2 separate regions of the Mus musculus genome follow, and region 1 is linked to region 2. The links are chromatin contacts, called in public HiChIP or PLAC-seq maps. All regions are on one chromosome and are shown on one strand. Each heading gives the region's core, a stretch centred on a gene start, on an enhancer-like site or on the middle of the called end of the contact. The rest is flanking DNA. Distances are from core to core; before and after follow the strand shown.

Evidence for each region. HiChIP or PLAC-seq counts read pairs in DNA pulled down with a chosen protein or histone mark.
Region 1: a contact with region 2 is called in an H3K27ac HiChIP or PLAC-seq map of microglia, with 4 times the contacts expected there. The contact joins the promoter of Zdhhc5 here to the enhancer-like site in region 2. A contact is called at or near these places in 3 of 39 promoter capture datasets (the 3T3-L1 cell line, the C10 cell line and frontonasal cranial neural crest), 9 of 484 Hi-C or Micro-C datasets (3T3-L1-derived adipocytes, the C10 cell line, the HPC-7 cell line and 6 more), 1 of 115 datasets of contacts at active chromatin or transcription factors (microglia) and 4 of 9 other capture datasets (adipose tissue, liver, macrophages and 1 more).

Annotation. Positions count from the first base shown.
Region 1 is chr2:84,712,701-84,716,595 of GRCm38.p6, forward strand. It overlaps Zdhhc5 (zinc finger, DHHC domain containing 5), which reads right to left and starts at 2,464. Exons shown (of 12, transcript NM_144887.4): 1 at 2,283-2,464.
Region 2 is chr2:84,616,297-84,620,459 of GRCm38.p6, forward strand. Ctnnd1 (catenin (cadherin associated protein), delta 1) reads right to left here. Exons shown (of 19, transcript NM_001085450.1): 5 at 3,623-4,158; 6 at 184-647. Among named protein-coding and RNA genes, the nearest start is that of Ctnnd1, 32 kb to the right of the region's middle. Within about 2 kb of position 2,910, at least 92 of the 459 cell types and tissues checked have an H3K27ac peak or open chromatin away from gene starts, as enhancers often do. A contact at or near this core is called in adipose tissue, macrophages, microglia and 1 more, where this site is marked.

The DNA of each region.
Region 1 (3,895 bases), core at 1,214-3,713, 96 kb after region 2:
GTGAATGCCTTTAATCTCCGCACTCAAGAAACAGAGGCAGAGCCAGGCGTGGTGGCGCACACCTTTAATCCCAGCGCTTGGAAGGAAGAGGCAGGCGGATTTCTAGAATTCGAGGTCAACCTGGTCTACAGAATGAGTTCCAGGACAGCCAGAGCTATACAGAGAAACCCTGTCTTGGGGAAAAAAAAAAAAAAAAAAAAGAAAGAAAGAAAGAAAGAAAGAAAAAGAAAAGCAGAGGCAGGTGGATCTCTCCAAGCCATCCTGGTATGCATAGCTTCCAGGCCAGCAAGGGCTACATAGTAAGACTTTGTCCCAAAAGAAAAATTTAATAAATAAATAAGATGGGAGAGAGGGGGGAAGGAGGGAGGGAGGGGGGAGGGTTAAGTAACATTAGAAAGAAGGCCCAAAGATTCCATTAAGTTTCTATGGTCCAACTAAAAACCAGATCCTATTTAGTCCTGATTTTATGCTTATTTCTGTTTCCTGACTTTAGGCCTAAATATCTTTATCAACTGGAACAAGCAAATTTGATTTGTAGACAGTATTATTAAAGGAACCGTTTCCCTCAAAACTCCAAAGATAAAAGGAAAATTACCTAACTATTACGTAAAGTGAATCCTATACTATTGCAGGTCACATTTACTACAGGACGAAAGCCACACAGACTAATTCTGCCACGGTACAGTACATGCAATTATGGAACCGCATACTGAAATATAAATGAGACCATCGTCTGAAATGTTAAGATAGATATTAGAAGGGACAAGATAAAATAATTTATTGGGTATAAATATCAACACACCAAGTCTTATCAAAGGAATGTGGTGCAGAAAGAGAAGGGACGAAACCGGAAAGGCGAGTGTGGTTCATCAGTCACAAGCTGGTGTATCCACAACAGTATCACTAAAGTGGACAAGAATGTTCGTGACACATGCTGACTGAGGGGGAAAAAAATCACTGAGTGAAAATATGTATGTATAAAACAAACAATACAGAGCCAGGTGTGGTAGCTCTCGACCTCAATCCCAGCACTTGGGAGGCACAGGAAGTCAGAACTCTGAGTTAGAAATCAGCTTGGTCTTACAAAGTGAATTCCAGGGCAGCAACAGTTATGTACAGAGATCCTGTCTCAAAACAACAACAAACAATTCAAGATGTGTAGTTTGAAGACTTTCATAAGGTTTGATATAAGTAGTTCCTTTGGAGCAGTGCAGTGGACAGCACATGTATTATTTGTTAAAATAACCAAACCTTATAGCACAGAACACTAAATTTGAATATATAGAAATGGAGATGTCATATAGAAGAATGAATACATGCTATGAAGGAAAGATCCAAGAAGAAGTTTAAAAAGAGTATTATTACAGATCGACGTAGGTGCCCAAGTACCTGGCGATAGAATTCTTACAAACACTAGATGAATTTGTATGCATTCATGAGCACCGGACAGATCTGTCTGATACAAAGCAGGCTCACACTGGGATAAAAGGATGGAGATCTAACCTAAGATTATCCTGGACAAGATGGCATTAACCAGGAAGTAAACCCAAGAGGACAAAAATGGTCTGCAATGTAACATGTATCTATTCTACGACTACTTCTAATAACTTTAGTCACTTTCTTGTTTCTCGTTTTAGTGGTTTCATTTGGCCAACTGGTTAAGGAACTTTAAACTTCCCCAGGAATAGACGGCTAGTGATAAAATACTGTCAGATACATTCAAGCCCTACTTGTAAAATAAAGTACAAAGTACTAAAAGCATAAAAGCATGGAGCACCTGGCTGGTGGGGGGTAGGGAGAAGCAGCCGATGGATGGGAGAAAGAACAGGTAACCACAGGACGAAGCTCTAACCAAAATAAGGACCAGTGGAGTGTAGGGCGAGGGGCCTGAACCGCGGAGCGGTAAAAGGAGTACAGTCCCCGGCCGGCAGCTGGAGCAGTGGGAGTCATCACCGGGGGCAGGACTGACTACCCCTGGCCCAGAAAACACGGAATCCACCGCGCGCAGGGCCCGCCGGAGCTGAGAGAACCGCGGGCCGGGGAAGGAAGGGGCGGCGGCTCCGCAACTGGGCAGCCGGGCACCAACCGGGTCCAAGCCCCGGCGGGCGGCCGCGGCTCTCTTAGTCTGCGGGCGTCCGTTTCGGGGCCCGTACAGCCCGAGGAGGGGTAGGGCCTTAACCTCCTCCCCTCCGCGGTCCCCCTTCCCTAGAGGTCACTCTCCCCTCCCACCTCACTAGCCCAGCACTTCCGGTTCCGCAGGGGCCAGCGTCCCCGGTACTCACCCCCGGCGCGGCGCCCGTCACCGCCGCCGTCGTTGTCACCGCCGTCGTTGTCGCCGCCGCCTCCCAGCAGTGCCGTCTGGCCTCTGAGAGGCAGCGCGCGGCCCCCGCACGCTCCACGCCCGCCCCGCCGCCGCGCGCTCCCGACGGCCGACGCTCGCCTCTGTGCGGCCGGCGCGCGGCCGCTGCCCTCAGCCTCCGGTCTGTAGCCTCACGACGTTCCCATTGGCTCCCGGGCGCGGGCGCGGGCGCGGGCGACGTCTCTCGCGGGGCACGTTCTTCTCATTCATGCGGCTCGCGCCGCCGAGCCCGCCCCCGTTCACTCTTCCATTCACCCCCTAACCCCCGCCCCCACGGCGCTCTAGAGCGTGCGCGCGACCGCGGGCGACCGCGGCGACCTCGCCTTCTGATTGGCTGCAGGGGCACGGCGCCGCAAACACGTAGTGACACGGGAGCGCGCGCGCCTGGCCGTCGTGTCTGGCTGGATGGTCGGGAGAGGGGACATGGCGAACTGCGCCGGTTTGGGGACGAGGAACTGGTCTGGCGAGATCTTTCTCTTATTTTGTCCGCTTTCCCATTTGTAGTGTAGTCAAGAAAAACTTTTAAGCAAAAAAAATTCTACGTATGTACCGGAAGTGCTCAAAAACAAGCAGATGCCCTTTCTTAGTTCACCAGCCTCCTCCGAGTTGGCCTGGTACAGTCCTGAAAAGCATCTACGATAGCCAATCACCGTTAAGCCTTTCCGGCTTCCTTCCTTGCCTCTTCATTCATTGGTGTGAGGATTCGGTCGGGCAGCCCCTCCAACACACACACTTTTTTTTTTTTTTTTTTTCTTTAAGGACTGAAACTTTATTTAAAACAATCCGTTGGCGAAAGCGTCAGTGGGGTAAATTCTCAGACCGTGGCAGAATTCCTGAGTGGTGGTATGGCCTCACCTATGGAGGAAGGAGGCGCACGGCCCATTGAACAGTCTGAGGAGAGGGTTCTGTCCAAGGCTGGGTTAGATGAAGGAGCTCGGCTGCTATCCCTAGATTTACAGTGCTTGCCGATGGAGTGAAGCACTGGGAGTGCGCGGTGCGAGGCGTAGACACCTCCACGACTACACGAGGAATGGGCGCCCTGACCTCACCCAATTTGAGAAAGCAGGCTGAAAAGAAAAGTCTTTCTAGAATAGCTCCTGTCCCTGGCGAGCTGCTGGCTAACTCTCCGAAGATCGCGGCACTACATTTTGCCCTAATTAAGCCGAGACGGCTGTGGACCCGGTGGCTTTGCCATAGGGCTCTCCTCTTACAGCTTCAGGCCACCTCTCATTTGTAAAGGAGCTCTGTTACATAACAGCCCTTCAAAAAGATATCCCCGAGCCGCTTCCCTGAAGCGAAGGTCTCGTTCAGGGTTATTTCCAAGTCCTGTCATTGTTTCCTTGACTTCACTTCAAATGTTACTGATTTAACTTTGACACTTCAGCCTTAGGCATCCAGTTAAAGAAAAGAAAAAAAAAAATCTACCCTTTTTTCTTTAGACTCTAGTCTTATCCCTTATCATTTTTACTACTGGCTTAAATGCAGCGTTTATTGGAACCGTTACGAGCATACATGTTTTAAGGAGTGGAACTTTAT
Region 2 (4,163 bases), core at 1,660-4,159:
TTACTTCAAGTTCAAGTCCAACCTGCTCAACATAGTGAGTTCTAGGCCAGCCAGAGCTACACAGTGAGACCCTGACTCAAAAAGAATTAATTATTCAATAAATTAATTAAAAGTTAAGAGTCTAGAAAGTTCTAGATCCATACCTGTCTATAGATTAACAGTGACCTCTAACCTGGCACTCACCAGTAATCACTTCAGTCAGGTCCATATCACGAGCCTTTCGGAGCAATCGGACCAGAGCAGGAACACCATCACAGTTTTTTATGGCGATCTTGTTATCTTGGTCACGTCCAAAAGAGATATTCTTGAGAGCTCCACAGGCTCCGAGGTGCACTTCCTTTTTGGGATGGTCTAACAATCCTACCAATATCGGGATACCCTTGAGCTTCCGCACGTCAGTCTTCACCTTGTCATTGCGGTAGCATAAGTGCTGCAGGTATGCAGCTGCATTGGACTTAACAGCATCCAAGCGGAAGCCTAACATGGCAATCACCTCTGGCAGCTCAGGCTGTCTCCAGTTTGAAGGTGGGGGCATTCCCTTTCGCAAACTATCCAAGCTTGCTAAACTGCCCCGCTCATGCTGAGCTAAAGGAGCCCAATAGTACTGATCAGGCGGCACCTCTTCACCAATCATGTCTTCATAGCTCCTGCAATTTTGAAAGAACAAAGAACCAAGCAGTTAAATCTGGCTTCATAGACATTCCTATTACCAATCATCTTCAAGGTAGGATCACAGCTCTACAGAGATCATGTGTCTCCTCTGTATGGTCAATTTTTAATAATTTTGTGAGCAAGTGCAAGTACTCTCAATGTCCCTCGACATTATTATTATTATTTTTTTTTGAGACAGAGTTTCTTCCCAAATCTGAAGCTTGCTGATAAACTAGTCTGACTGTCCTGCAGGACCCAAGGATCCTCTTATCTCTGCCACCACAGAGCTTAGCTTGTTATGTAGGTACTGGAGCTCAAATCCTGGTCCTCATGTTGTGCAAAAAGCATTTCACCAACTGAACTCTCTCCCTGGGTCCAATTTTAATAACTTAAAAGTAACCTGTGGCCGGGTGTGGTGGCGCACGCCTTTAATCCCAGCACTTGGGAGGCAGAGGCAGGCGGATTTCTGAGTTCGAGGCCAGCCTGGGCTAAAAAGTGAGTTCCAGGATAGCCAGGGCTACACAGAGAAACCCTGTCTCAAAAAACCAATGAATGAATGAATGAATGAATGAATGAATAAATAAATAAATAAATAAATTTTAAAAAGTAACCTGTGAAGTTTGCTGATTGAGAAAGACAAGTATGTGGAACGTTCATCACAAAGAGAACACACAAGGAATCCGCACACAGGAAAGAGCTAGTGGAACAAAACTATTAAGCTCGCCCTATTTTGGAAATTGAAGAGGCACTGATCAAGAAAAACAGAGGACTTCTGGCTATATTGTTGAGGAGTTAGCTTTAGTACTACTGAGGCATAAACTTGAACACTAGCTGTCACAGTTCATCCCAGGGCCTCACGTGCTATTCAGTCAGACAGGTATGTTCCAAGAAGAGTTCCATCCTTCAACTTCTACATTTCCATGTCTGCCAAATGGCACCTATACACCAACATATATTGGAATGTCCCAGCTCTTGGATCAGAAGAAGAAACTGAAAGATGTCAGATGAGAAGCAACACTTCCTGTTTCAGTACCATCAATACCCACTAGAGGGTGAGCCTGTCACACTGTTATTTATAAGTACAAAGGAAGAACCCTATTATCTATGAGCTCACCTCACTCACCACCAACCCAACCCCCCCCCCCCCCCCCCGGGCTCCCACTGGGATAGGGGACTCTATTGTGTAGGACTCTCCAAATAAGACTTGCTTGTTCCATAAAACCACTCCCACAGTCACCAAACATTGAAAATTAGCCTACCTAACAGGTATCAACACTGATCATTAAACAATAAAAAACTCAGTAGAACAAATCATTTCATTAAAAAATAAATAGACTTGGCAGTAGTGGCACATGGCTTTAATCTCAGTAGTTGGGAGACAAAGGCAGGGCAAATCTCTATGAGTTCAAGGCCAGCCTGGTCTACAGAGAAAGCTCCAGGACAGCCCTGGTCTTGAAAAACCAAGGGAAGTAGGGGGTTGATAGTAAAGGCACCTTTAAACTTAAAATGTCATTTAAACAAAATAAAGTAAGTTGTTTTGTTTTAAAAGCAGATTGCTAAACACTATATGAAAAAATATTTCCTTTTAATGAGAAAACAGGATACATGTTTTCAAGAAAACCCCAAGAAACACCAAACTGTCCATGAGAGAATGGTGTTTTAGGCTGTATGCTGAGCATATTTTACTTTTCTTGTTTAAGACAAGCAACTATAAAAATAATTGCCACTGCCAGATTTTGTTTCAGTCACTCAAGGAAGTCTATCTTTATACTTCCTTCTTTCATAGGCAGTAGATCAAGATTCTTTCACAAATAACAAAACTGCACAAATGACCCAATAACTTGCTTAAGGCTCTATAGATAATGGCAGAGGCAAACTAAAACCAGGGTTTTCAAGTTCAGTGCTTTTGCCACTAATCACTGCCTTGCTATGAAAGTTTGACCTTGCACTATTCTTGAAGGCCGAAACAGGAAGCAGAATTCTTCTAGTCAAGAATCTTGCTAGTCAAGCAGGATTCCAAACTCAATGTCACCCTGGAATAAACCCAAGAACCAAGCCCCAAACCCGCTCTATGTGACTGGCACTTCAAAGGACAGCAGGGAACAGTCTGGTCATCCACACCCACCTGTGTCTAATCTCTCTTGGCTATTGAGGAAGTCAGAGCAAGCAGACTTCAGCCCCACTCCTTGGGCAGACTCTTCTAATGATAGCTGCTATCTATCTACCCTAGCTAGCTTACACCAGCTAAGATCTGGTGCCCCTTTAGGAATAAAAGGTGAGTCACATGGGAGTTGAATTTGCTAACCACGCCATCTGAAGAGTGTCAGTGACTCAGGCTTAGATAATAGGGCCTCTACTCCTGTCCCAGACTAATTCAGTTTATGGTTAGCCAATACCACCTAATATACATTTGGAAAGTGCCAAGACCTTTGCTTTGGAAGGTCATGAACCTACTTACAAAGACTGAGAACAGCTGCCAGGGCACCCTCACTATCAAGATAACTATAAGCCTTCCTTTATTTCTTAACTTGGAAAATATAGACCCTGATTTTAAAGTAATGTTTGCAGCCCAAGACCAAACATGTTTTTTTGTGCACACCCATAAGTAAGAGTTTTTAAAATAACCTTTTAAAAATATGAAATCCCGACAAGAGACATGACAAAGGCACTAATGAACAGCACACAAAGCCTAAAATGGGTCCTTTAAAAAAGGTCTACCAGCCAGAGCTAAATAGTGATACCCTGTCTCAACAATAACAAGAATAAAGAAAGGGAAGGAAGAAAGAAAGGGAGTGAGGACCAATCAATCCCATTGTAAAATCTTCCTCCATGGCAACTACGCATCCAAACAGTCAGCATGGCATCTTCAGCCAGCAAAGATCAGCTCTAGGAGGAAGAGCCCTCAGAGCAGACAGGTGCTTAGTGACCTCTAGGAGTCCCTAAAGCTACCTCTTCCCCCACTCCTGCCCACCTGAGGCGTCGTCGAGGGTCAGAGGGTGTTCCTGTCCGACGGGCAGTACCATAATCAGACATCATGCCGTAATCGAGGTCATCATAGCCCATGCTGCGCTGGTCATCCTCTAGCCCGTAAGGCTCAGGATGAAAACGATGCAGGTCCACACTGCTTCCACCTACTCGAACCTGGGGCTGGGGCCCATAGACATCTTGTCTACTGGGTGCCCGGTAGCCTTCCATGCTGGGCCTATACCGCTCCTCAATTCGGGTCACCCGGGACAGACTGCCGTAGTTGTCACTGCCACCTGGATAACCATCTTCATAGTGTCGGCCATACCCATCTGGAGGATAGTGGAAGTTCCTAGGAAGAGTGGCAGTGCCCGCTTGCCCCACATAGGGACCAGGGCCCCCATTGCCATTCTTGCGAAAATCACGGCCCAAGGTCTGGATATAGTTATTGGAGACTGCTGAGGCGTCCACGGGCAGCCCGTCTGGCCCCATGGGGACAGGCTGTACTGTCCGAGTTGTCATTGTCTTCACAACTTTTTTGACCTTCA